Regions from separate parts of the Sus scrofa genome. Here regions 2, 3 and 4 are each linked to region 1. The links are chromatin contacts, called in public HiChIP or PLAC-seq maps. All regions are on one chromosome and are shown on one strand. The core of a region is the stretch at or near the end of the contact, and the rest is flanking DNA. Distances in the headings are between cores, read along the strand shown.

The links. HiChIP or PLAC-seq counts read pairs in DNA pulled down with a chosen protein or histone mark.
Region 2: a contact with region 1 is called in an H3K27ac HiChIP or PLAC-seq map of alveolar macrophages. The contact joins the enhancer-like site here to the promoter of ARMC12 in region 1. A contact is called at or near these places in 5 of 47 Hi-C or Micro-C datasets (alveolar macrophages, embryonic fibroblasts, liver and 2 more) and 1 of 2 datasets of contacts at active chromatin or transcription factors (alveolar macrophages).
Region 3: an H3K27ac HiChIP or PLAC-seq map of skeletal muscle shows a contact between it and region 1. The contact joins the enhancer-like site here to the promoter of ARMC12 in region 1. A contact is called at or near these places in 1 of 5 promoter capture datasets (liver), 6 of 47 Hi-C or Micro-C datasets (blood, heart right ventricle, liver and 2 more) and 2 of 2 datasets of contacts at active chromatin or transcription factors (alveolar macrophages and skeletal muscle).
Region 4: an H3K27ac HiChIP or PLAC-seq map of skeletal muscle shows a contact between it and region 1. The contact joins the enhancer-like site here to the promoter of ARMC12 in region 1. A contact is called at or near these places in 2 of 5 promoter capture datasets (liver and skeletal muscle), 22 of 47 Hi-C or Micro-C datasets (alveolar macrophages, blood, brain and 12 more) and 2 of 2 datasets of contacts at active chromatin or transcription factors (alveolar macrophages and skeletal muscle).

Annotation. Positions count from the first base shown.
Region 1 is chr7:31,582,201-31,588,229 of Sscrofa11.1, forward strand. ARMC12 (armadillo repeat-containing protein 12) reads left to right here and starts at 1,344. Exons shown (of 7, transcript XM_021098632.1): 1 at 1,344-2,446. The coding sequence starts at 2,312. It overlaps LOC100521322 (a long non-coding RNA gene), which reads right to left. Exons shown (of 3, transcript XR_001297829.2): 1 at 2,978-6,029.
Region 2 is chr7:31,656,642-31,662,675 of Sscrofa11.1, forward strand. SRPK1 (SRSF protein kinase 1) reads right to left here. Exons shown (of 16, transcript NM_001144113.1): 13 at 2,426-2,533. Among named protein-coding and RNA genes, the nearest start is that of LHFPL5, 36 kb to the left of the region's middle. Within about 2 kb of position 1,715, at least 7 of the 83 cell types and tissues checked have an H3K27ac peak or open chromatin away from gene starts, as enhancers often do. A contact at or near this core is called in alveolar macrophages, where this site is marked.
Region 3 is chr7:31,478,999-31,485,408 of Sscrofa11.1, forward strand. FKBP5 (FK506 binding protein 5) reads right to left here. Exons shown (of 12, transcript NM_001315611.1): 5 at 5,100-5,242; 6 at 4,064-4,178. Among named protein-coding and RNA genes, the nearest start is that of FKBP5, 68 kb to the right of the region's middle. Within about 2 kb of position 4,998, at least 18 of the 83 cell types and tissues checked have an H3K27ac peak or open chromatin away from gene starts, as enhancers often do. A contact at or near this core is called in liver and skeletal muscle, where this site is marked.
Region 4 is chr7:31,463,891-31,469,677 of Sscrofa11.1, forward strand. The region is part of intron 6 of FKBP5 (FK506 binding protein 5); the gene reads right to left. It overlaps LOC110261510 (a long non-coding RNA gene), which reads left to right. Exons shown (of 3, transcript XR_002345681.1): 2 at 4,064-4,121. Among named protein-coding and RNA genes, the nearest start is that of FKBP5, 83 kb to the right of the region's middle. Within about 2 kb of position 3,296, at least 49 of the 83 cell types and tissues checked have an H3K27ac peak or open chromatin away from gene starts, as enhancers often do. A contact at or near this core is called in alveolar macrophages, brain, embryonic fibroblasts and 6 more, where this site is marked.

The sequences.
Region 1 (6,029 bases), core at 94-2,593:
AAGGATCCCAGGCTGCTGAAGTGCCTCACTTGGGCCTCAGCCCCCCTCCCGGGCATCTCTGGCACCCTCTGGAGCCAAAGTTGAGGAGGTGGGTGCCAACCGTCTTCCCACATATACAGGCATACTTCCCACACACGTGCTCACCCAGCCAACGTTCACCAAATCCCTTAGTGAGGAGGTACATTCACTGTCGCCGACACCAGCCTTCTACCTGGTGTGTAACATCTGGCCACCGTATCTATCCCAGGGCAGTGATGGTTCTGAAGCTGTTTGCACACCCACAGTAAGAGGGTCACTCTCACAAGGCAGCCCACTGCCCTTTAGGACTTCCTTCTGTCCAAGGCCAGTCGCCTACAGGACACCTGCCCTCACATGGCCTGGAAGTGACTAACCTCACCTTCAAATCCCTCATACCAGCTCCTCCCCCCTTTCCCACCGTGACCCTCCCCCTCCCCAAACTCCCCATGAAGGCGGATTCATTCATAACTCTTTTCCCTCCTTCACTATCCTAGGTCTGACCTATTACCAGATTCTTCCTTTTCTTGCTTTTATTGCAAGATACATTGTTACTTTCCTCACCAACCTCACAGATGCCATCTTTGGCCCAAATTTCCACAGTTGCTGCCACACTATCCTTTCTGACCCAGGTTCTTCCTTCCTCCTACACACCCTGCTGGAATAATCTTTCTCAAACACTGTTTATTGTGTATGTTATCAACTGCAGACTCTTCAGCCAAGCACACTGGGTACATCCACTGCTAACTCATATGTTCCCTATGAAGGGACCCAGACTCATTCATGAGGTACGCAGACTACAGAGTCCCGCACAGGACCTGGTGTGTAGGAGGAGGGCAGCGAACGTTGCTCACGTGAGCACACCATTCGGGTGCACCCCTTTCTCATCCTCCTGGCTTGGGCTCCCCATTCCTATTAAGCTTATTGGCTTCTCGATGTTCACGCAGGCCCTGTTGTTTTGAGGAGCCACAGTTTTTTTTAAGTTCCCAGAATCTTCCGAGAGGGGTGGTGAAGAGAGAAGCAGACATCCAAATTAACCTCCGGGGTTGTGCCAAATACCAACTGCAAAGACCTTGAGTGCAGAGGAGAATGAGTGTAGCTGCCTGCCGGGAGCCTTTGCGCCAGCAAGAAACAGACAATCCATCAAGGAGGGTGGAAGGCAGAATAGAGAGGGCGTACAACCAGTGGCTTTGGGTTTGCAGAGGGACCTTGCCATCGGAGATTCCAGCCTGCCTAGCTCTGGGCCCCTCATTGATGCCCCCTGATTGTGCTCTTTCTTGGCACCGCATCACACACACACACACCCCAGTGCTCCTGGCCCCATCACCACCTCATAACCCAGCTTAAAGGCTCTGATAATCTCCACCCCACTTTGATCATTTTGTCATCAACTTCCCTCTGCGCCTTATGAGCTGCCTTCAGTCTTATCTATATTTTATTGCTTCTTAATATCCTGTAGTCTTTTCAACTCCAAAGATTAGAAGCTTCTTCATGGCAGGGACCGTGTTATTTATTTATTTATTTAACATCATCTATTTATTTCGAGAGGGCAGCCTGAGATAGGGCACTTGGATTTTGGAAGCCACAGAGATTTGGGTCTGGATCCTGGCTCCAATACTTAGCTGTTTGGCCTTGGGTGAGTGTCTTAACCTTTCTGAGCCAGTTTCTTCATCTGTAAAAGATGCTAGAGCTACTTTCCTTGCAGAATGAGGGGCAAAGATTACAGAGACTACGAAGTGTCCATTGCATAATGAGCAGACAGTAGTTCGTCTTCTCTGCCATGTGGGAGCCGTCCTTGAATTGGGGGACAAGCTTCTTTGACTACCTTTCCCTCCGTACTGGGATGCTTCCAAGCCAGTAACGGGACACTGTTAACAATTACACTGGTTTCACAGACGTAACCCGGGACGCAAGGCCACCCTACCCTAACTCACAATAACCGGTGAGGGCAGGGTTCAGATCCAACGCCGCCGAAACCCAGTGCCTACACATGGCGCCAAGCGTAGTTAAATTCAGGGAAAGTCTGTCGAGTGAAGAAACGAACAGAACCTGCCCTTCCTTCAGTTTCTCAGAGCACCAGCGAGTGAAGAAGCAAAGAATGAAAAAGCTGCCCACGCCGCCTTCCCACCCCCACCCGGGTCCCAGTGTCTCCAGCAGCCTCCTTCCCTAGCCCTCTTCCCCGCCCCTGGTTGTCTTGGAAACAAGTGACGTATATGCAAGGGGCGTGACCTCTTGCCATCCTCTCCCGGAGACCTAGGCCCCTTCTTATCCCAACCTCGGATGAAGCCAAACTCGGATGAGGCTGAGGTTGGAGTCCTCCATGGTGCTGCCCCACGCCGGACTTGGAGCTAACTCCGCTCCCTGGCCGCCTGCCTTGGGCACCCAGATTACCCGATGCCGGCACCCAACCCCTCCAGTCCGCCCGGCACCGGTGAGCTGGCGGGGGTCCGAAGAAAGACGACCTCAGTCCCCAGGATCCCTCTTCACCCCTTCATCCAAGATGGGCCAGTGGATCCCAAGAACTGAGGCCCAGCGCCCAGCCCAGGCCCGTTTCTTCCCCGGCAGCCCTCAGGCGTGCTCCGCGTCGGAGGTGTGGGCGGGAAGGGTGGGACCCCTGGGCGCGCCCCGCGCCGCGGAGCGCGGGGGAGAAGGAGTTAAACAAGGTGCCGGCGCCCGACGCGGCGGGAGTGGGGGATGGGAGCGAAGGGAAAGTGAGAGCGGGGGCGGGGGGGGGGGACCGGAGCGAAAGAACATCCTGTGCCCGCTGCCGGATGCGCGGGGGGGGGGGGTGGTTAGTCCGGGGAGGGAGGGCAAGATGGGGGGAGGCCCGGGGCGGGGAAAGCCGCGGCCTCCGCCCAGCACTAGGTCCTCCGCTTGTGGGGGCGTCGCCTCCTTCACTCCCCGGGCTTACGCAGCGTTTCTCCCGGTCCCCACCCTTTCACCGGAGTAACGAGCTACCTACCGAGAGGCTCCCGAATTTGGCCCTGGCCCGGGGTAAGCACGAGCTGAGGAAGACACTGTCTCGGAGCGTGTGGGATCCACGTCAGGCACCGGCTGCCCCGCCAGACTTTCATCTCTCCGCTTTCTGGCTTTCTGCTGGGGCGGCTCGCACGTGTGCAGCGTCCCCTGGTCACCGAGAGTCACAGCGCACATTCTCTCACTAAGTTTGGACCGCGCACTTCCGGGTGGTAGGCAGGTATTAATAGACCCGTTTTCCGGAGGAGGAAGCTGAGACTCAGATTATGGAGTTCGCCCAAATCCAAGCCCATCGTACTCCAGCGGGCTTTTTTCCTTGGAGTAGAGAGTAGGCTAATTTTCCCTTAGTTTCTAGTGCCCGCAGGCGCGGGGCCCCTCCGGGGTCACACTCCGTGGTAGCCTGCTTGCACGGTTAGCTACTCTAACTAGACTGAAACGCCCATTATCAGAGTCCTGATAGATTGAGGAGATGGTCTTAGGCTTTCACAGGAGGAATAAAGCAGCTCAGGGGAATGGGCTCCTGGTGTAGGTATTTGATGTGTGTGCCGGGGGGGGGGGGGGGTTTCAAAGAGGGTTCCAGACTTTTTCGAAGCAATTAAATGGGCTACAGGAGTTGAGATTAATTAGCCAGGGTGGCAGGGGTAGTGATTGAATGGAAGGGGCTGAATAATGTACCTTTAGGGGCTCACAGAGCCCCACCATCTGTGCCCACTGCCTTCCCACACCCAACATTTTTGCCCAGGGGAAACCTGCTTGAAATAGTAGTTATAACAGTCACATTGGGTGAGCTGTGTGTGCTGGGCACTGTTCCAAGCACTTAACCTCTCAACTCCAAGAAGTAGGTGGTTATTATTCCTATTTTACAGGTAGGGAAAATGAGGCACAGAGGTAAGTCAGTGGCTGAGCTGGTTTTGAACCCTGGCAGTCTGGGTTGAACCCACACTCTCATTCACTAAATAAACCTTCACCTAACATGATAGGAACATCAGCCTAAAAGCTAGAAACCTGGTACACGTGGCAGAGAGGTGTGTGTAGGGCAGCCTGTGTCCTTTTGTCTTGGGGAGGACAGGTAAAAACTTGGGGTTCACTGTATGTATATGGAATCTCAGACTTCTCTCTAGCCAATATTTCGAAGGTTTGGATTTGACAAAACAAAAACAAAAACCAAGTTCTTACAAAGAGTTGCAGCCTTAATTTATGGCTCCCTAAGAATGTCCATTATCATTTTTACCACCATCATTTCACAAAAGCAAGCACATGCTAATTCTCCTCAAAATAAAACAGACATCGTCTGAATCAGAAGCCGTTAATCCCAAGCAAGGACAGTCATTGATTTTCCCCCCAACAAATACACAGTACTTTTTTTTTTTTTTTTTTTTTTATCATCGTGCTGTGGACTAGCAAAAATGTCATACTGGTGATTCCTCTGCTTCTGATCCTTCAGAATCATTTGAGGGCAGAACCAAAAGAAATGGGCTTAGGTGTAGCAGGAAGGAGTCAGGTTAGAGCCAAGAAAGAACTCTCCTTCTTGGGAGATCTTTAAAGAGCAGTAAATACTGCATTTGCTTAGAGTGGGAGGGTTGCAGGATCAACTCCACGGACTGGCAGACTGGTGAGGCCAGTCATGCCAGGTCCCCGCTTAGAGAAGGACAGGAACTTTGGGCTGAAGGACCCATCCTTAGATCTACCGTGGTGGCCTCAGAATCTAAAATAGTCCCATCAGGCAGCCATCTCCTACCTGAAGTTCCTAGAGCTGGATAGGTGATTGTGGGGCAGTAGGGAGGCCTCGGGGGGTTCTGGCATCCTTTGCTGCAGGGAGTCCGTGGCCTGTAAGCCTTGTAGTTGCCCAACCTTGAGATGGAAGAAAGAGCCCAGGGACGGCAACAGAGACATTCATGGTGGCACAACAGACACAGGGTTAATGTAATGATGCCTTTCTTCAGTTGGGAGCTGGGTTAATTACTTTAGTAGTCCTCAGGTGAGGCAGGTATAAAACAGGTGAAGTCTGTAAATCCCTTTCCAATCCTGTTCCTTGAACCACCTGGGACTTACCTGCCAGTCCCAAGGCTGTTTTATAATGTGTTCCCTAGGCGTAAATCCTGTGGTGAGGGCAGGAGTTATTGTCCTGGGAGTTCCTGCCGTGGCACAGCAGAAACGAATCCGATGAGGAACCATGAGGTTGTGGGTTCGATCCCTGGCCTTGCTCAGTGGGTTAAGGATCCAGCGTTGCCGTGAGCTGTGGTGTAGGTCACAGACGCGGCTCAGATCCTGCGTTGTTGTGGCTGTGGCATAGGCTGGCAGCTGCAGCTCCAATTCGACCCCTAGCCTGGTAACTTGCATATGCTGTGGGTGTGGCCCTGAAAAAAAGAAGACTGTTGTCCGGATCTATAAGAGTTGGCAATGGTCCTTCGGTGGTAACAGTTGATCTTGGATTGTGTTGACTAATTGCCTCTGGGTTAACATGGCCTAGGCACTGGGACAGTTGCTCCTGGGATGTTGTTATAGTTCGTAGGGCTTGAGTTTGCCACTGGTCCACATGTTGAGAGAGCAGCTTTCCATCTCAGTTGTTAAGTAGCCCATTCATTCTTTCCATTAGCCCAGCAGCAGTGGGGTCATAAGGCGGGTGGAAATGCCAGTGTGTGTGCCATTTTTATCGGCCCATTTTTGAACTTCATGGCTGGTCAACTGGATTCCTTTATGTCACACACTGCTGTTCTAGGCCTCAAATAGTGGGGTGTTTTTTTTTTGTTGTTTTCTTGTTGCATTGTTAGGTGACTTGGGTAGTAATATCTTCCGTCTATTGTAACACATTTTGGACTGCATATAGCTGTTGTTCATCATGCTATATATCGTTGCCCTGCCCCCTTCCATAGCTGGGACCAGAAGCCCAGCATTGCTCTTATTTTGTTGTTGCCATACGCCCCATTCAAACCCTTCCAGTTAACTGGCCACATCCAGTTGGCAAACCTGTACTTGCATTAATATCCCCTAAAACCTGTGTCTATACTTGTTTGGGGTGAGAAGTTAGGGGTGTGCTT
Region 2 (6,034 bases), core at 465-2,964, 75 kb after region 1:
TTTTTTTGTTGTTTTTTCTTCTTTTTTAGGGCCGCACCTGTGGCATATGGAGGTTCCCAGGCTAGGGGTCCAATCAGAGCTGTGGCTGCCAGCCAACACCAGAGCCTTAGCAATGCCAGACCTAAGCCACGTCTGCAACCTATACCACAGCTCACAGCAATGCCAGTTCCTTAAGCTACTGAGTGAGACCAGAGATCGAACCCGCAACCTCATGGTTCCTAGTCAGATTCATTTCTGCTGCGCCATGAAGGGAACTCCATGACTTGCCTTTTTACTTTTCAGAAAGGGTTTCAATCTTTCCATCAATTAATTGCACTGGATGAAGGATAATCCATCTCTTTAGAAACTTTTGATACTCCAAAATTTACTTTTACTCTGAGTATGGCAACATTTTAAGCAATATTTCTGTCTATTAGCAAAATGAGAGAAATTTGGGGGGAAAATGGGGTTCAAGTTTTTGTGGTACTGTTTCAAGTCAGGTAAGTGTTTTCCCTCTCTTGGTCAAGAAAATTCCTGCACATGAGCTGGTCCAAACAAGGGGCTAGGTTAATTCCCCCAACTTTCATCTTTTGGCCTTACTTCTTAAGCATAACATTGTAAACACTATGTTAAATAACACCTACTGCCCTCAATTAACCCACTACTGAGAACCACATCCTAAGAAATCAGATGCCACCTACAAACTAGCTGTATTTTATAGTTGGTGGCATCTCTATCAGTTATTTTCTCTACCAAATCAATTCCTCATCACAAAGCTTTAAAGTATGGCAAGAAAGAAGTATGATTTTATCCCAATTTTCTTTCATCTTATGCATATGGTATCAAACCATATTCATTTAGGATAGCTCTCCACCTTAAAAGACCAATGAATGATGTGCTGTAACAAAATGATTTATAAGGTCATGCCATATTAACTACATGGTTTTAAGTTTATTACCTTTGGAAGACAAAGTTTTTCCAGGAATGTGAGTGTCAAGAAATCTATGATCCCCAACAGGTTGGGGATTCTAGTCTGTCCTTTCTCAAGTTTTTCTCCAAAGTTGACTGTAAATACTAAATGTTAATTGAGATGATAGTTTAATATGTTTCTGGTTTAGTTCACTCATTTGACGGTCCACAAATATTTACTAAGTACTATTGAATACTAAAGAATTTGTTTGATCTTGTTTCTGTTTCCTGGGTGAGGGGGGACCCTCTAAACTCTTGGAATTCCTAAGTGATAAAAGCGCCTTTTGTTATTCATGCTAGGCCCCCAGATAATTTTAAGAGGGGGGGTGGGGTGGGACATGTCCCCAAGTTGGAAAAGACAAACCATACAATTAGAGGGTTGAGGCTTTGAGCTCAGTGTTGTCAGCCTGACCTCCCAAACTCCTGGGAAGGGAAGGAGGCTGGAGACTGAGCTCAGCCACATGACTGATGATTCATAAATCATGCCTAAGTAATGAAATCTCAATTAAAAACTCTGGGCACTTAAAGCTTAGGTGAACTCCCCTGGTTGGTGATAAATAATGATGTGCCAGGAAAATGATGTGATCCTGAGGACACAGAAGCTTCACCCCTGGTCCCTCTCAGGCCTTGCTGCATGCATGTCTCGGTTTGGCTGGTCCTGATTTGTATCCTTTGTAACAAAACTGTAATATTTCAGCACTTTCCTGAGTGCTGTGAGTCATTCTAATAAACTACTGACTCTGAAACAATAGTGGAAATCCCCAACTCAGTTGATCAGAAGTGCAGGTGGCCTATGGACCCCAGAGTTGCAGCTGGTGCCTGAAGAAAGGGTAGTATTGTGGGAAACTATGCCTTTAATCTGTGAAGTCTATGATAATTCTGTGTAGTTATCTAGCATCAGAAGTGCATTGTAAGCACTCATTCAGAAAACAATAATATGTTCCAACATGAGGGTATTTGTGGGAAGTCATTTAATATCAGCTAAGCCTGACCACTTGAGTACTTGCTTGCCAAGGACAAAACAGCAACTTAGGAATCCATGGATGACTGAGCTTCACATCTTGTGAGGAGCAAAGATGTCTGGGGAACTGCTGAACTGTATAGAATGAAGCAGTTTCCAGGGTTCTCCCTAATCTGAAAATAATTCAGATCTAAAAGGGCAAGGGCACCTGCAACCTCCTAATTAAAAGCAACATCACCTTTGAGCAGTTGTTTTTTTACAACCACCACCCCCATCTGTAGTTAAGAAACATTTGGTTCCTTCACCTAACAGGAATTTGGCAGGAACCAAATGGAATACCAGATGTTTATAACTAAGCTTTTGAATTCAGACCTGTCCAGACACAGGATTCAGAGTAGCAGTGATTAGTCACAAAAATATTCCTTTTCTCTTAATTTGCTGGTCTACTGAAATTAGCAAACGGGGCAAGGTAAGTAACTACCACATAATAATTAAAGTCAACAGGAAAAACATTACCATGCATGCTGTGCTCCAAATGTCAGCAGGGGTATTATAACCAGATCCTATCAGTACTTCCAAGGAGCGATACTGCCTTGTTTGAATATCTTCAGTGAAATGTTTGTGCTGAGTAAATGAAGAAAGTAACAGTATTTTAAGATTCATTTATTCTAAAAAGTAATAGGTCATGACTACTTAATAATGGAGATTAAAATAAATTCATCCAAGTTTTCTCCAAACCAAAGTTTTCATTTAACTAATTTCTTAAGTATCATTTTGATTCTATTAGCTCCAAAGAGTACTTTTCTTTATACACCATTTATTCCAAATTATTTCTGCCAACATATAAGTTTTAAGTTAATACGGAAACACAGATTAGGCAACAACAATTGCCCTTTTTTTGGCTGCTCCCAAGGCATGTGAAAGTTTCCAGACCAGGAGGGATCGAACCTATGCCACACAAAGACCAAAGCTGCTTCATTGTCAACATTGGAACCTTAACCTGCTGCACCACAGGAGAATTCCAAATTTGCTTTTTCGTTTTTGTTTTTTGTTTTGTCTTTTAGGGCTGCACCTGCAGCACATGGAGGTTCCCAGGCTAGGGATCCAATCAGAACTGTAGCCACTGGTCTACGCCAGAGCCACAGCAACACCAAAGCCGAGCCACATCTGCAACCTATACCACAGCTCATGACAACACTGGATCCTTAACCCACTGAGCCATGATGGGAACTCCCCAAATTGTTTTTTAAGAAATGGAAAACTATCATCCCAAACAAAAACTAAATTTTTCATTTGCCTAAAATTAATAACCTGGATTTCAACAAATAAATGATATCAATTTAGGGTCAATTCAAACTTTTCCTTGCTGTGTGCTCATTACGAGAAAATAAAAGATGTAGGTTTTAAGTTTTATAAACACCGATAGAGACTTCTTGCCCTCCTTCTCCTCTGCTTCCCTCATCCCTCCAAAAATATCAAATGTGAACCTTGGGGAAACAGAGCCACGTTAGGCAGCAAGGGAGTACAATCCACAAAACAACTAGAGTTGGTTTTTTGGCTGTGCCTGCAGCATGTGGAAATTCCAGAGGCAGGGACTGAACCTGCACTACAGGAGTGACCCAAGCTGCTGCAGTGACAATGCCAGATCCTTAACCCACTGAGCCACAGGGGAACTCCTAAGCAACCAGTTTTGTTTTTTCTTTAAAACACCTAAACTGTATGGGGGAAAAAGGGAAAACCTCTATATAAAAGCAATTTAAGAGAGACAGTACCCAATTTTGCATTCATGGATTTTATTTAGATTTTGTCTAAAATAAAATTAGAAGAATGTTTATGAGACAATTGGCAAAGGTGACTGAGTATTTGATATTAGCGAACTGTTAACCTTTTTAGGTATAACAATGGTTACCTAAAAGGATCATTTTTTTAGAAAGCCATGTTTACAAATGAAAATAAGATGCCTGGGATATACTTCAAAATAATCTGCAGTGGGTGGCAGGGCGGATATATGTGAAAATAGACAGGAAATGGGTTGATAATTGCTGGGTGACAGTAGTATAATGGTATGGATGATCATTCTATTCTCTCTACTTTTGTATAGGTTTGAAATTTTCTACAATAAAAAATTATACAGAAAAAGGAAGCTTCAAATGAATCAAACACAGGAAACAAAACTCAATATAACACGTACAAGCATGAAAGACAGTTTTCTAATCCCATGAAAATTCAAAAACAAGGAACAGCATTTGTGAAGAGGGGAAATTAGGCAGAGAAAGCTTCAGGTAGGAAACAGCATTGACCAGAGCTTCAAAGGGAACTGGACTAAGTTTGACCAAAAGAGCAAAAAGGATTCCAGGTAGAGGGAACATCATATATAAAGGTACAGAATGACATCTGCTAAAGCCAACTGCTAGGTGGAAGAGTTTAGATTTATGAGACAGACAAGAGAGCAACACTGCATGTTCGTGAACAGGAGAGCATGTAGGAGACAACAGGACATCTGAGAACATCTTCCGGTGTCTGGCCAGATTTAGGCTTAGTAATGAGCACATGAACAATGGCTGTGGAAATAGGAGAGCGAAAAGTTAAAACCAAGGATATTCACAGAAAGAATAAGCACAATTTAAAAATTCAATGGCTATGAGTGGGAGACAGTAGGACAAGTCAAAAGGAACTATGTGATAGAGGCTACTGACAGGGATGGAAAGACTTAAGAGAAGGAAAACAATGGGTTCAGATAATGAGCTTGAAGTGGAAATGTACTACAGGTGAGAATATTTAGAAAAATGGACGTGCTGTTCAAGGGAGTTGTCTTTAGTCATTGTGCCACTACTGCCTTACAGACATGTAAATGATAAACGAGGTCAAGAATCAGCAAAAGTAAAGATGGTGTGTTGGATACGTACACATCCACTTACTCCTGAAACTTCATTTCAGTAGAAAACCCAGCATTAATTTTTTTTTTTCGCTTTTTAGGGCTGCACCAACGGCATATGGAGGTTCCTAGGCTAGGGGTCAAATTGGAGCTGTAGCCACCAGCCTACACCACAGTCACAACAATGCCAGATCTGAGCCATGTCTTCAACCTACACCACAGCTCACGGCAACACCAAATCCTTAATCCACTGAGCTAGGCCGAGGATTGAACCTGCATCCTCATGGATGCTAGTCAGATTCATTTTCACTGAGCCTTGATGGGAACTCCCCCAGTATTAATTTTTAAAGCATAACCTGTCAAAGAGAATGGCAAAGTCAGAATAATAAAATTTAGAAGTTGGAAAGCAGAGAGAGAATGGCTCTAAGAAAGCTGACTAATAAGCTGCTGGTGAAAGCTGAGAAGCAGTGTGATGCACACCATAGGTTTCCTTCTCCCAAGGCTCAGGACTGGGTGGTGTCAGGTATCTCTGGAAGTAGGCGGGAGGGTGGGGTCCAACGAAGTGAAAACTGTTTTAAAACCTCTTTTAGAGAAAGAGAGTTCCAGAATACAGGGCAAGATACAGTCCAACAGCCGTTCCCTGGCCTGACAGACACTTAGAGGTTTTCTATGGAGTAGATGAAATAGTTTCCAGAGGATGTTCCTACACGGTTAAGGGGGGAGTACTATCCTGAAAACAGGGAAATTAAGTGACTATATGCAACTGTATGTTGAATCCCCAGTTTTCTTGCTTAATTCAGCTCCCAGAACACTAGTAGCAAGGCATTTGCTCTCTGGGTAAAGGATCTGAGAAAGACTGTTCAGTCTTCTGTGGGAAAAAAGACCAATCCAAGAGGAAAGATCCAAAGACAGACATCAGAGGATGAAATGAACCAGCTTAGACGATCATGTTATAGTGAATAACAGTCAATAAGACCCACCCAAGCACAGAGTTTCCAAACAGCTTTCTGGTACTCCATTCATATGGTCAGACAGACTTTAGTTTAGTGATCCTAAGCAAGGAGGCAAGAGACACCACACAAAGGTGTCGGAGTTCCGTTTGTGGCTCAGCACGTTAAGAACCTGACTAGTATCCAGGCCATTGTGTGTGGACAGTGTGTTTTTACCCAGACCATCTGGTGGCACGACAGAATAGTTCCAATTACTTGAAAAGTTTTTCCACGTTCCTATAAGCTCTCGCTTCATTCTTT
Region 3 (6,410 bases), core at 3,748-6,247, 100 kb before region 1:
AGTAACACAGTGGGTTACAAATCCGACTAGTATCCATGAGGGCAAAGGTTCAATCCCTGGTCTTGCTCAGTGGGTTAAGGATCCAGCGTTGCCACGAGATGTGGTGTAGGTCACAGACGTGGCTCGGATCCTGCGTTGCTGTGGCTCTGGCATAGGCCAGCGGCTACAGCTCCGATTAGACCCCTAGCCTGGGAACCTCCATATGCTGTGGGAGCGGACCTAGAAAAGGCAAAAAGACAAAAAAAAAAAAAAAAAAGTGGAAGGAACAGTGGAAACAGAAAAACCACCATTAAGCAACTGCACAGTAATAATCATTGCATACAAAAATCATTCATGGATGCTAAAATTAGTGTGTAAAGGTGTGATGTAAAAGAAGGTATGTGCATGGTCTCCTAGCACGCCCTTCCAATGAGACACTTGGTAATTACAACGGAGAAACACGGCAGACTTCACCTTAACCAAGTGGCCCCAGTGAACAGCACCGGTAATGAGACATCAACATCATGTAGCCCCTGATAATGACGAACTGCGAAGGGCACAACATGACTTAGGTGGTATTTTTCCAAATACGCATAGCCTCAAATCTAATCAGGGAAAACATTAGACAAGCCCAAATGGAGGGGTATTCTACAATAATTGGCCAGTTACCTTCATAAGCACTAAAGTCATGAAAAACACTGAGAGAGACTGATAAACTGTCACAGATTGGAGGAGACTAAGGGGACGTGACAACTTAAACAATGTTGGACCCGGATTTGATGGGGCACCAGAAAAGGAGCCTCAACGAGGCAGCTGATGAAATTCAAATAAGATCTGTGGAATGGTTAATAAATAGCATTGAATCAACGCGAATTTCCTGATTTTGATAAAAGTACTGTGGTTATGCAAGCTGCCAGCATTAGGGGAAGCTCCGTGAAGCACATAAGGAAATTCTCTGTACTAGTTTCGCAACTGTTCTGTAAGTCAAAAATTATCTCAAGGAGTTACTGTTCTGGTGCAGTGGAAACGAATCCAACTAGTATCCAGGAGGATGTGGGTTTGATCCCTGGCCGAGGATCCAGTGTTGCCGTTAGCTGGGGTGTAGGTTGCAGACTCAGCTCGGATTTGGCATTGCTGTGCCTATATGCAGGCAGCTGTAGCTCCGATTGGACCCCTAGCCTGGGAAATTCCATAAGCCACAAGAGCGGCTCTAAAAACCAAACAAACAAACAAAAAAAATCGAAATGAAAAGTTAAAAAAAAAATGACTCCTGCTGAAAATACTACCAAAAGCAAGACTTGAGTTAATTTAATTTAACCTGCTCCAAAGTTTTTTTCGTGTGTTTGTTTTTTGTCTTTTTTTTAGCGCCGCACCCATGGCATATGGAGGTTCCCAGGCTGGGGTCTAATCAGAGCTGTTGCTGCCGGCCTACACCATAGCCATAGCAACACCGGATCCGAGTCACTTCTGCGAACTACACCACAGCTCACGGCAACGCCGGATCCTTAAGCCACTGAGTGAGGCCAGGGATTGAACCTACAACCTCATGGTTCCTAGTCGGATTTGTTTCCAATGCACCACAGCGGACACTCCTAATCTGCTCCAAAGTTAACTCTACAGTCTACAGCGGTAGTTTTATGGTATTGCCTTATAACTGGGAAAAGTTTTTCCTTTTAATTGACAAAAACTTCCAATTTTAAAATATATACACATGGAGTTCCGTTGTGGCTCAGTGGTTAATGAATCCGACTAGGAACCATGAGGTTGCGAGTTCAATCCCTGCCCTCGCTCAGTGGGTTGGGGATCTGGCATTGCCATGAGCTGTGGTGTAGGTCGCAGACGTGGCTTAGATCCTATGTTGCTGTGGCTCTGGCATAGGCTGGAGGCTACAACTCTGATTGGACCCCTGGCCTGGGAACCTCCATATACCTCAGGAGCGGCCCTAGAAAAAGCAAAAAGACAAAAAGAATAAATACATATAAAAATATATAAATATACATAAATTATCGAATCTTGGAAGTTTCTGTAGCATAGGGGAAAAAACCCTACTTTTGCATATGTTTGAAAATTTTCATAATAGAAATTTAAAAATAGATGTTATAGATAAGATTTTTAAGTGCTTGCTAATATACTGAGGAGAATTTTCTATCATTCCTATTATGTTCATAAACATTTAGAATGCTCTCATGGAATTTTTAGGGCTAGTAGGACCTTAGAAATCAAGAACTCTACCCCTGTGTCACTGCACAGGAAAGAAGCTAAAGACAGAGAGGAAAGGTCTAGCTAAAAGTCAGCCAAAGCTGGAACTTATCTGCCAACTCCTGGTCTAGGTATTTCTCCAACATTATACATCTGAGCTCTTCATTTATTCTATTTTATTTATTTTTTTGTCTTTTTTTAGGGCTGCACCCGAGGCATGTGGAGGTTCTCAGGCTAGGGTTTGAATCGGAGCTATAGCCACAGCAACACCAGATCTGAGCCGCTTCTGCAACCTACACCACAGCTCACAGCAACGCCGGATCTTTAACCCACTGAGTGAAGCCAGGGATCGAACCTGCATTCTCATGGATACTAGTCAGATTTGTTTCTGCTGAGTCATGGTGGAAATCCCTTCATTTATTCTAAAACTTATCATGAATGACAACTATCTAAACACTGTAACTGCAAAAGAAAAGTAATACTATAACTTGTTTTCAATTACAAAAATTAAATTTGAACTAATCTGCCAGACTTGTGGAAATGAAATATGGGTTCAAAGTAGAATGTAAAATACTGTTGTGGTTCAATACACAACATTAAAGATAAAATCAAACTACCTAGTTTATGTTTTAAAAATGAACTCTTAGGGAGTTCCTGTTGTGGTGCAGTGGGTTAAGAATCCCACTGCAGTGGCTCAGGTGGCTGCAGAAGTACAGATTTTCTCCCCTGCACAGTGGGTTAAAGGATTGGACATTGCTGCAGCTACAATGTAGGTCACAGCTGCAGCCTGTTCACTCTCTGGCCCTGGAGCTTCCATATGCCGCAGGTGCAGCCATAAAATAAAAAATTAAAAAAATTAAAAAAAAAAAAAGAACTCTTTGTTAGGTCTTTAATAATAGTTCATGTCACCATCCTTGTTTAGTGACTTGATTTTTTTTCTTAAATCGAAGTATTTCTACATGTTTTTTCAGTCTCTTTTTTGAAGAACTTCAGCGCAATAAATGGCATTTTTCAAACATTCATTCATCCATGCAGAAAGCATCTACTGAACGTCGAATGTGTGTAAGGCACTGCCAGTGATGCTGGAAACAAGAAGGGGAAGATTCCAGTCCCCCAGTACTCACTGCACACTGGGGAATGGGCGCTGCTGATGACAGCACTCACTGCACACTGGGGATGGGTATGTGCTGATTACAGGACCAGTGACAAGTAGTGCACACAGTGGTACAAAGTGGGCACCATGGCAGGGGAAACGGTGATCAGCTATCCCAGTCCGTAACAGCATCCTGACCCCCAACTTAGTAAGTGAGAAAGATGGAACAGCTACAGGTCACTCAATAAACCCACATCTCCTGACACAAAAGAGAATAAACACTCTTACACAATTACGATCAAACTACAATACTGTTTTTTCTCTTGATGACAGCCAGTGAAATGGGTCTGAGAGTCCGGAAAGGCCTTAAAATCTAGGCTCTAGTTAATAACTCTGCAACCTCGGGCAATTTACATAACTTCTATGAACTCACTTTTCTCACCTGGGGATAATTACTCATACCTTAAACAGAACTGATGTGTAAGGCAACTAATACAGTAGTTGACACATCAAAGAGTCCATAGACTAAGAACTCCTTGATGGATGAGATTACTTTTTACTCATTTTTTTTGAGTTTGTAGAGGCTGGTACAGTACTTGGCACATACAGGTTGAATGAATATTAAATGAGTCACTATTAAATAAATGTTGGATTCTAAAATTCTTTTTGAGATACATATTCAATATATTTATTTCTATAAACAGATTTTTATAAAAGAAACCTCCATTTCACCCACATAAATGTAACCCAACTTTTAAGGACCAATTAGTTCCCTCTCGCAGTAAGACTTACTTTCTACGGTCGCTCCTTCGTTGGGATTTGAGTACCCTTCTCCTTTCCGTTTGATTCTTCGGATAATGCCTCCATCTTCAAATAAATCCTCTCCTTTGAAATCAAGGAGCTCAATCTAGAAAGGAAAAAGGGACCTGGCTGAGAACTGATGGGACAAAGCTAATTTAACACACTTAAAGGCAAGGGTGACTAATTCTCTTTTCATTTTATAAAATAAAACTGTTTTTATATTTATCTGTGCATCTTAGTTATTGGAAAAGTAGGAAAAAAGAACACTGCAGTTTTCAATACCTGGAAAGAACCTTCATGTAATGATAATGTCTAGGACTACATCCTGTGGGGCTGCAGTGCAAAGACAGACAGGAAGTACTAGGAAAACTGCCTTGTGGCAGAAAGCCAGAGTGACACAGTGCTGGCCCAGAACTATTGTGTCTGACTCTAGAGGCCACCACTTTTCCACCCCAGATTCATGGAATTCCCTTCTTAAAATGTAAGAATAAATCTTATGAATCAGGACTACAACCAACCAAAGGTGTATTTTACCTAGTTAGAATTTTCAGGCATTTCCCTCTTGATTTTTAAACTAAGTTTGGCCAAATATGAGTTATTCGACACAGGATGAGTAACATCTTATCTCGACTTACTGCTTCCTAGTGAGGAAGTGAGATCTGTGACATTTATAACCACTGTAACGTGAAAACAGCCTTCCCACTTGGTTTAGGTGTATTGTAATGTTTATTTCCCACATTTCCATCCCGTCTTCTGTCACACTATGGACCACAACCTTTATTTCTGAGCCTGGTGTCTTTTGTTTATTTGGATATGACCATTTTGTGCCAGAGACACGTTTCTAAGAAAGCACTGGCACACACCCCTTGGGTTTGCGGGAAACAATTCAAGAAGCCAAGCTCCAAAATAAATAAGTTGGATCTGATCCTCAACAGCAAACTTAGCTCCTCGTTCCACTGCCTGCTGCTTTGGAGCCAGCACTATAGCAGAGCAGATGCTAACAAGGCAACATCACACACATACTTGCCTCAAAAAAGAGAGTTGCATTCGAGGGAATTTTGGGGAGACTGCCAGCCGAGCCGTATGCATATTCTGGTTTGCACAGTAAATGGCAGATCTCTCCTTTCTTCATGGTAGCCACCCCGATATCCCATGCCTTGATAACCTGGCCTAAGACAAAAGAAAAGGGGTTGAAACCCTCTAAGTCATATTTTTTAAAAAAGTAACTGTCATGGAACACAAGTTGCAATAATTCCATACGTTACATACTACTCAGCTAGGAAGCAGGGGCTACAAAAGAACTCAGCAAGAGCTACACACTAAGAAATAAATTGTGATTTTTTTTCCTCAGGGCTACTGGAGAAGATTCTCTGCTGAAAAGGACAAAAGTAGTGTTACTTTCTCTTTTGAATTTTTTTTTTTAAAGAGACTTGTTTCCAAAACAAGTTTTTAAAGTTTTATTGACGTATAGGTGATTTACAATGTGATAATTTCTGCTGTATGACAAAGCAATTTAGCTATACATATACACACATCCATTCTTTTTGGTATTAATTTCTAAACTGTTCAAGATTAAGTCTTTGAAAAGTGGCAGTAACATAATCTTTAAAATGTGGCTGGGCTTCAGTTGTTGCTTAATTTATAATTTCAACCATAATAATAAGCGTGTTTTCTAGGCAGAAATGGGACAAAAATAGTATGGAAAATGGAATTTGTCCTAAGGAAGCTTATAATTTTGTTGGGTAGACAAAAAATAACAAACAAGAAACAACCAGAAAAGTATAAACTGTATCATAAAAAGGCCCATGAAACAGATTTCTTCTCAAAATTTAGAGTAAAAAAAAAAGTGAGTTTTGTATTTCTACAAACAAAAAAAACCTCCAAAACATGTGTCCTCTTTTGTCAGATCACAAGAACTACAGAAGAATTTCTTTCTTTTTTTTTTGCCTACTTCCAGAAAACTAAAATTAACAATTTTTTTCTTTTTCTTTTCAGGGCCGCACCTGTGGCATATGGAAGTTCACAGGCTAGGGGTCAAACTGGAGCCAGAGCTGTAGCTGCAGGCCTATGCCACAGCCATGCCAGATCCAAGCCACATCTGCCGACTACACCACAATTCACAGCCAACACTGGATCCTTAACCCACTGAGCAAGGCCAGGAATCGAACCCGAATCCTCCTGGATACTAGTCAGGTTTATAATCTGCTGAGAAACTCTTAAAAGTTAACTTTACTGCTCAATTCAGAACTATGGTAACCTCTATAATTGTATCTTAACAATAAGCAGTCTCAAATCCTTTGGGAAACAACAGAAGATGTACATAATTTTAAGGAATAAT
Region 4 (5,787 bases), core at 2,046-4,545, 120 kb before region 1:
CAGCTGTAAAAATAAAGAAAAGAAATGCTAGATGATGCAACAGGTAGTATCATGTATTAAACATTTTTTTTTTTTTTTTTTTTGTCTTTTGTTGTTGTTGCTATTTCTTGGGCCGCTCCCGCGGCATATGGAGGTTCCCAGGCTAGGGGTTGAATCGGAGCTGTAGCCACCGGCCTATGCCAGAGCCACAGCAACGCAGGATCCGAGCCGCGTCTGCAACCTACACCACAGCTCACAGCAACGCCGGATCGTTAACCCACTGAGCAAGGGCAGGGACCGAACCCGCAACCTCATGGTTCCTAGTCGGATTCGTTAACCACTGCGCCACGACGGGAACTCCGTATTAAACATTTATAATGGCATCTTGGACTCAGATGCTTTGGTTGAAAAACACCTGAACAATGGAGTTCCTGCTGTGGCACAACGAGGTCAGCAGCATCGCTGCAGCACCAAGATGCTGGATTGATCCCTGGCCCAGCACAGTGGGTTAAAGATCTGGCATTGCCACAGCTGTGGCATAGGTCATAACTTTGGCTCAGATCTGATCCCTGGCCTAGGAATGCCATATGCTGCAAGGCAGCACCCCCCGCCAAAAAAAAAAAGGAAAGAAAAAAACCAAATGGCTATATCCCCAGTGATATTCAAGGGTTAACTGAATACAGAAGCTTTTTTTTTTTTTAATTTCATTCACAAATATGTTTGAATAAAAACAGAAAACCCAAAGGCAACATCATCAATAACTAACACACTGTGATCACTCAGTGGGGTAATACATGTAAAATGTGAAGGAGTCAAGAGTCTGCTGTAACTCACCCATCAACTCTTGAGACGTTAAGCAAAGAAGTCAGTTTCTCAGGGCCTACTTCCCACTCCACTCACACCCACTCGGCTCATTCCCAGGCTGGTTTCGTATTACATGAGGGGCTTTTACGTTAAGACCAAATAGGAAAGACACATATTATGCCCTTTTCTTGTGGCATAAACCACTCTCTGAAACTTTCAAACTACCTTTAATGTTAAGGATATTCATTCCTTTCCATTTAGGCCTTTGACTCAGGTAGAAACATGGGTGGCTTGTATGACAACAGAACAGTCAACAAGCAATATAATAATTTATCTTTCATAGGAAAATTCTTTATTCCCACTTCTCTAATATAATGGCTTTGATTCAAATGTAACAAATTCCTAAAATGCTTCTTTTCTAGGACTGGTTGGTCTACTTTAGATTAATAACTTGTTTTAGAGGCAAAAAAAAAAAAACCAAAAACAAACCTACTTGTTCTGTAACACTTGTTCCATGAGACAATTATTTTCTAAATACAAATTCAATTCCAACTTACTCTACTTTTGAAATACTTGATCTCAAACGTCCTTTGAAGGTCTAAGATTCGATGATTCTCTATGACCCAGTGATACAACTCTTGACATAGGCCAGAAACCAGCTTCAAAGCTGATTCCTGCAGTTAATCATTTGATCGCGTTACCTCTAGCCCAAGCCTGGGAAAGGAGAGAAACCCTGAAGAGTAAACAGCAGTGGCACAGACACCAGGGGCCAAAATGTCCCATGGTCGTTTATGCTTTGAAGCTCTCTACCCTTTTCTAAATCACAATTGATAGCATCCCATTGTTCCCACTGCAGACCCAGGATGGAGTCTAAGATGCTTGGGCCAAACTAGAGCAGGCCTGACTCTCGAGTCAAACGCTCTGAGCAGGCCAAGGGCTAGGCTGACTGTCAGGGTGGAGCCAACACACAGGAATTTTGTTCAGGGACCATGCTCACGAATGCAGATGACCCTATTTCATTCACTTTGGGAATGTTCTAGATAAAACACAACGGAGCTCACAGCACAATGAGAGTTCCTTTGATTGGAAATTAGTTTCAAAATAAATTTAACTTTATTATTTTCTGGAGTTCCCATCGTGGCACAGTGGAAATGAATCCGACTAGGAACCATGAGGTTGAGGGTTCAAACCCTGGCCTCGCTCAGTGGGTTAAGGATCTGGCGTTGCCGTGAGCTGTGGTGTAGCTTGCAGACGCGGCTCAGATCTGGCATTGCTGTGGCTGTGGCATAGGCTGACGGCTACAGCTCCGATTAGACCCCTGGCCTGGGAACCTCCATATGGCGCGGGTACAGCCCTAAAAAGACAAAAAAAAAAAAAAAAATTCAACTTTATTATTTTCAAATACATGCTAGAGAGGTTCTGAGGGAATCCAAGGCTTAAGATATTTTTACTAGAGTAAATGCTCATGTTTCTGAAGAATTTTGTGAGTTATGAAAAGTTTGTGTTCTCATATATTTTAAAATCTGCCCAGGGAATTTAATTTAGATTAACATGATGACACTTTTCATGAAAAAAGATTTGCTGAGCAAAGTGAATTTCAGCCCACACATTGTAAAATATTGCAAGTATTGAGATTTATTATCCTAGTAGCTCACAACTTAGATGACAGATCTTTTTATGTGAGGTTTATTGTTAGAAGCATTTTCCTCCCTGAAGGAGAGTACATTTAGTGGGGGAGGAAACTATCAGTACATTCGTTGTGGTTTTTGGTTGATCAAGTTTGAGTGTGTTTTCAAAACAGGAAATCCAGAGACTCTGCAAAGGATTCCTGCTTGTGTGTCAGTTTCCTAGGCTGGCTTTCAGCTCGATGCATGTACTTGATATTAAGATTACATAAATAATTTCACAAGTTCTCTTTACATGTGATAACCCTTCATATTAGAGAAAGAACAGGTTGGCTACTAATAAACATGTTGGGAAAGATAAGTGAGGCAAGCACATGAGCAAAAAAAAAAAAAAAAAAAAAAAGTTCCCAAATTATAATGGAGTCATAATTAACAAAGCAAAAAGGTTCACTGTAGCTGGTCTAAGAGACAATAAATGACAGAACCAATGTTTGTGGCCACCTAGAAGGTAAATACATGCAATAAGGCTATACTTACTACCTTACATAGGAACAAATCTTTTAATTTTTTTCTACTAAATCTAACTCTTTTAAGCTGGACCTGGACAAGCACCACCTACAGTACCATAAAATCTTAAATTGATGTAATGAGATGTATGTGCACATAGGTGCACAGCCGTCTATACATGTAAACCGCCCCCTGTCAATACTGACATTATCCGAGCAAGAGGAGGTACCACAGCTCAGGGTGTGGACAGTCCATCGATTCTTTACATCTCCCTACAAGCAGCAGCGGCTGTGGCTCCAATTTCTAAACTTGGAACACTGGTGTGACAAGTTCTACAAGACTGCTGACAAGAACTCACACCCCACCTTGGGGCTACAGAAATGCCTGCTACTGCCACTGCGACAGCAGGCCCCCATCATGGTGACAGATGCAGACACGCCCAGCTCCTGTAGACCTAGCTTTTTAAAAAAAACTGTCTCAACAGTTGCCACAAAAGAAAACTGTGGCAGCTCTGGCTGTGGAAGACCTGTGGTTGCTTTTGACCTTGTATCTCTTAGTGCAAATACTCACTTAATAAATATTTAACAATAACCATCATGACTCACTGGGAGCTCGGCCTCTAGGGCTCAGGAGGTCTGTTGCTAATTCCAACCAGCATGATTTACGGGAAGTAACTGATCTATGACGTGCCCGAAGAGAATAAAAGTACATACAGGATGCTTCTACTTAAGGCTTTTTGGGGACAGAAAGAAACATACAAGTTAAAAAGGGACATTTTCTCTTGACTTAAAGTCTACATAACTTAAAGGGAGGAGGTCCTCCAAACCCCACCGAGTCAAACCAAACCAAATTACCCCAGTTTTGCTGCGCAATCCGAGAGTAACCACATCAAGTGAACCCAGGCTGCTGCAAAACATCACTTAAACTGGAGCTCTGACTTATTGTTCTCTTACTGCCCTAGAGCAATTTTGTTTTGAAGAGCACAGAACACCCTGTTCTGAATGTGGCTGGCACATGAACTCGATGTGCTGACAGCAATTTGTACTCCGATTAAGATGGGGGGGGGAGTGCACTGCAGTAAGGGAAAAAAAAAAAACAAAACAAAACTGGAATGCAGGAACCAAAAAACTGTATAATGTGTATTTTAGGAAGCAAAACTGAGAAAAAAAATTGCTGTAAATGCTCCAGCCTAAAGACGTTACTCTGGTAAGTGTCTGTTTTTCTCTTTTCTAATTATAGTAGTCTGATAGCTTTGCACTCATTTCCAAAACAATTACTGGGTCATGGGGATCTGAATGGGAATGTTGTAATGGCATTACTACTGGACAAGACTGGCCATTTAACAGAGAAAACCAGGTTGTGACAGGTTACTCCTACTCGGCAACGGTTTTCTCTGCTGCCTGATTCATATGCCAAGGGAGAGTCTCTCTGCCTGCATCTGCTATCTAACAGAGCGGAGCATCCAAGAGACAGTGAGTGGGATCCTACCGACCCCTAGAAAAGGCAAATGAAGAGGCAGAGGTGGATTTCTAAAGTCAGAAGAGGCATATTAATCACTGATTAGAAGAGAAACTGTTCCCCTCAGCCACAGAGGTCAATTCCCGCCCCCCCACTCCCTCCCCGCGACTGTCCGCCTCTGCATTTTGTACTCTGATGAACAGATGCCACGGCAGGGCTGCTTACGGTGCCGAGGGATGATGGTTGCCGACTGAGAGCAGGCGTGAACTTGGCTACTTGAGCAGAGTAGCCCTGATGCAAACGATTGTGTATCTTAGTCTAGACAGGAAGCATACACAGGACAATAGACTACACCAACACAAACCCTCACACTCTGCAGCAGGATAGCACTGCAGTCAGACCTGGATTCCAGTCCCTTCTGTCACTAAACAATTGTGGCTTTGGGCAAGGTCTTTTAAATTATCTGAAGCTCAGTTTCTTCATATACAGAATAGGGGGAGTAACTAACTTTAGCCTAACTCATAACTATTGAGAGGATTGAATTAGGTACTGAATTAATTAAAGCTTTTAGCCTAGCACTTGGCAGGCATTCATTTCTGTGTCAGGGTGGCTACTATGTGAAAGCACTGTGTTACGTGTGGCTACAGAGATGAACTCAGTGAATGTTAGCTACAATTATTTTCCTGCAATTAGTGGTAAATTATACCACATTAAGCATGTTTTAGAACTTGGTATGAGAAACCACTTCATGGCTCCACAGAGAGAGCCGTCAAAGTATGAATAAAACTCAAAGCGAGCAGAAGCAACATCTTCTGTTTCTTTTGTACCTCACAGTGCCCAACACATGGTTCAGGGCCAGAAAGTAAATATTTATTTAATGATTAATCTGAAAATAGGGCATTAAGGAAAATGGTAGTAATTTTCATTCATTTATAGGAATTTTCCTTTTTGAATATATCAGTACTCCTCTTTTTAATAAATTCCAAGAGCTATTTAAATTCTTCACTGATACGGAACTCTTGTTTTTTAATACTATTCTAAAATAAATGGTCCACTGGCTGAATTTTTAGTAACAAATGATAAATATATATATTTATACATATTCATATTTATCAATGTTAACTAAGCAGCATTATCCCCCCTTGAATAAGAAAATCCTTTCACGTTGCCGTGAGCTGTGGTGTAGGTTGCAGACGCGGCTCGGATCCCGCGTTGCTGTGGCTCTGGCGTAGGCCAGTGGCTACAGCTCCGATTCAACCCCTAGCCTGGGAACCTCCATATGCCGCGGGAGCGGCCCAAGAAATAGCAACAACAACAACAACAACAAAAGACAAAAAAAAAAAAAAAAAAAAAGAAAATCCTTTCAGAAAATTTGCTTCCCCTCCTCATATTCCGTCTCCACCACATTTTGTTA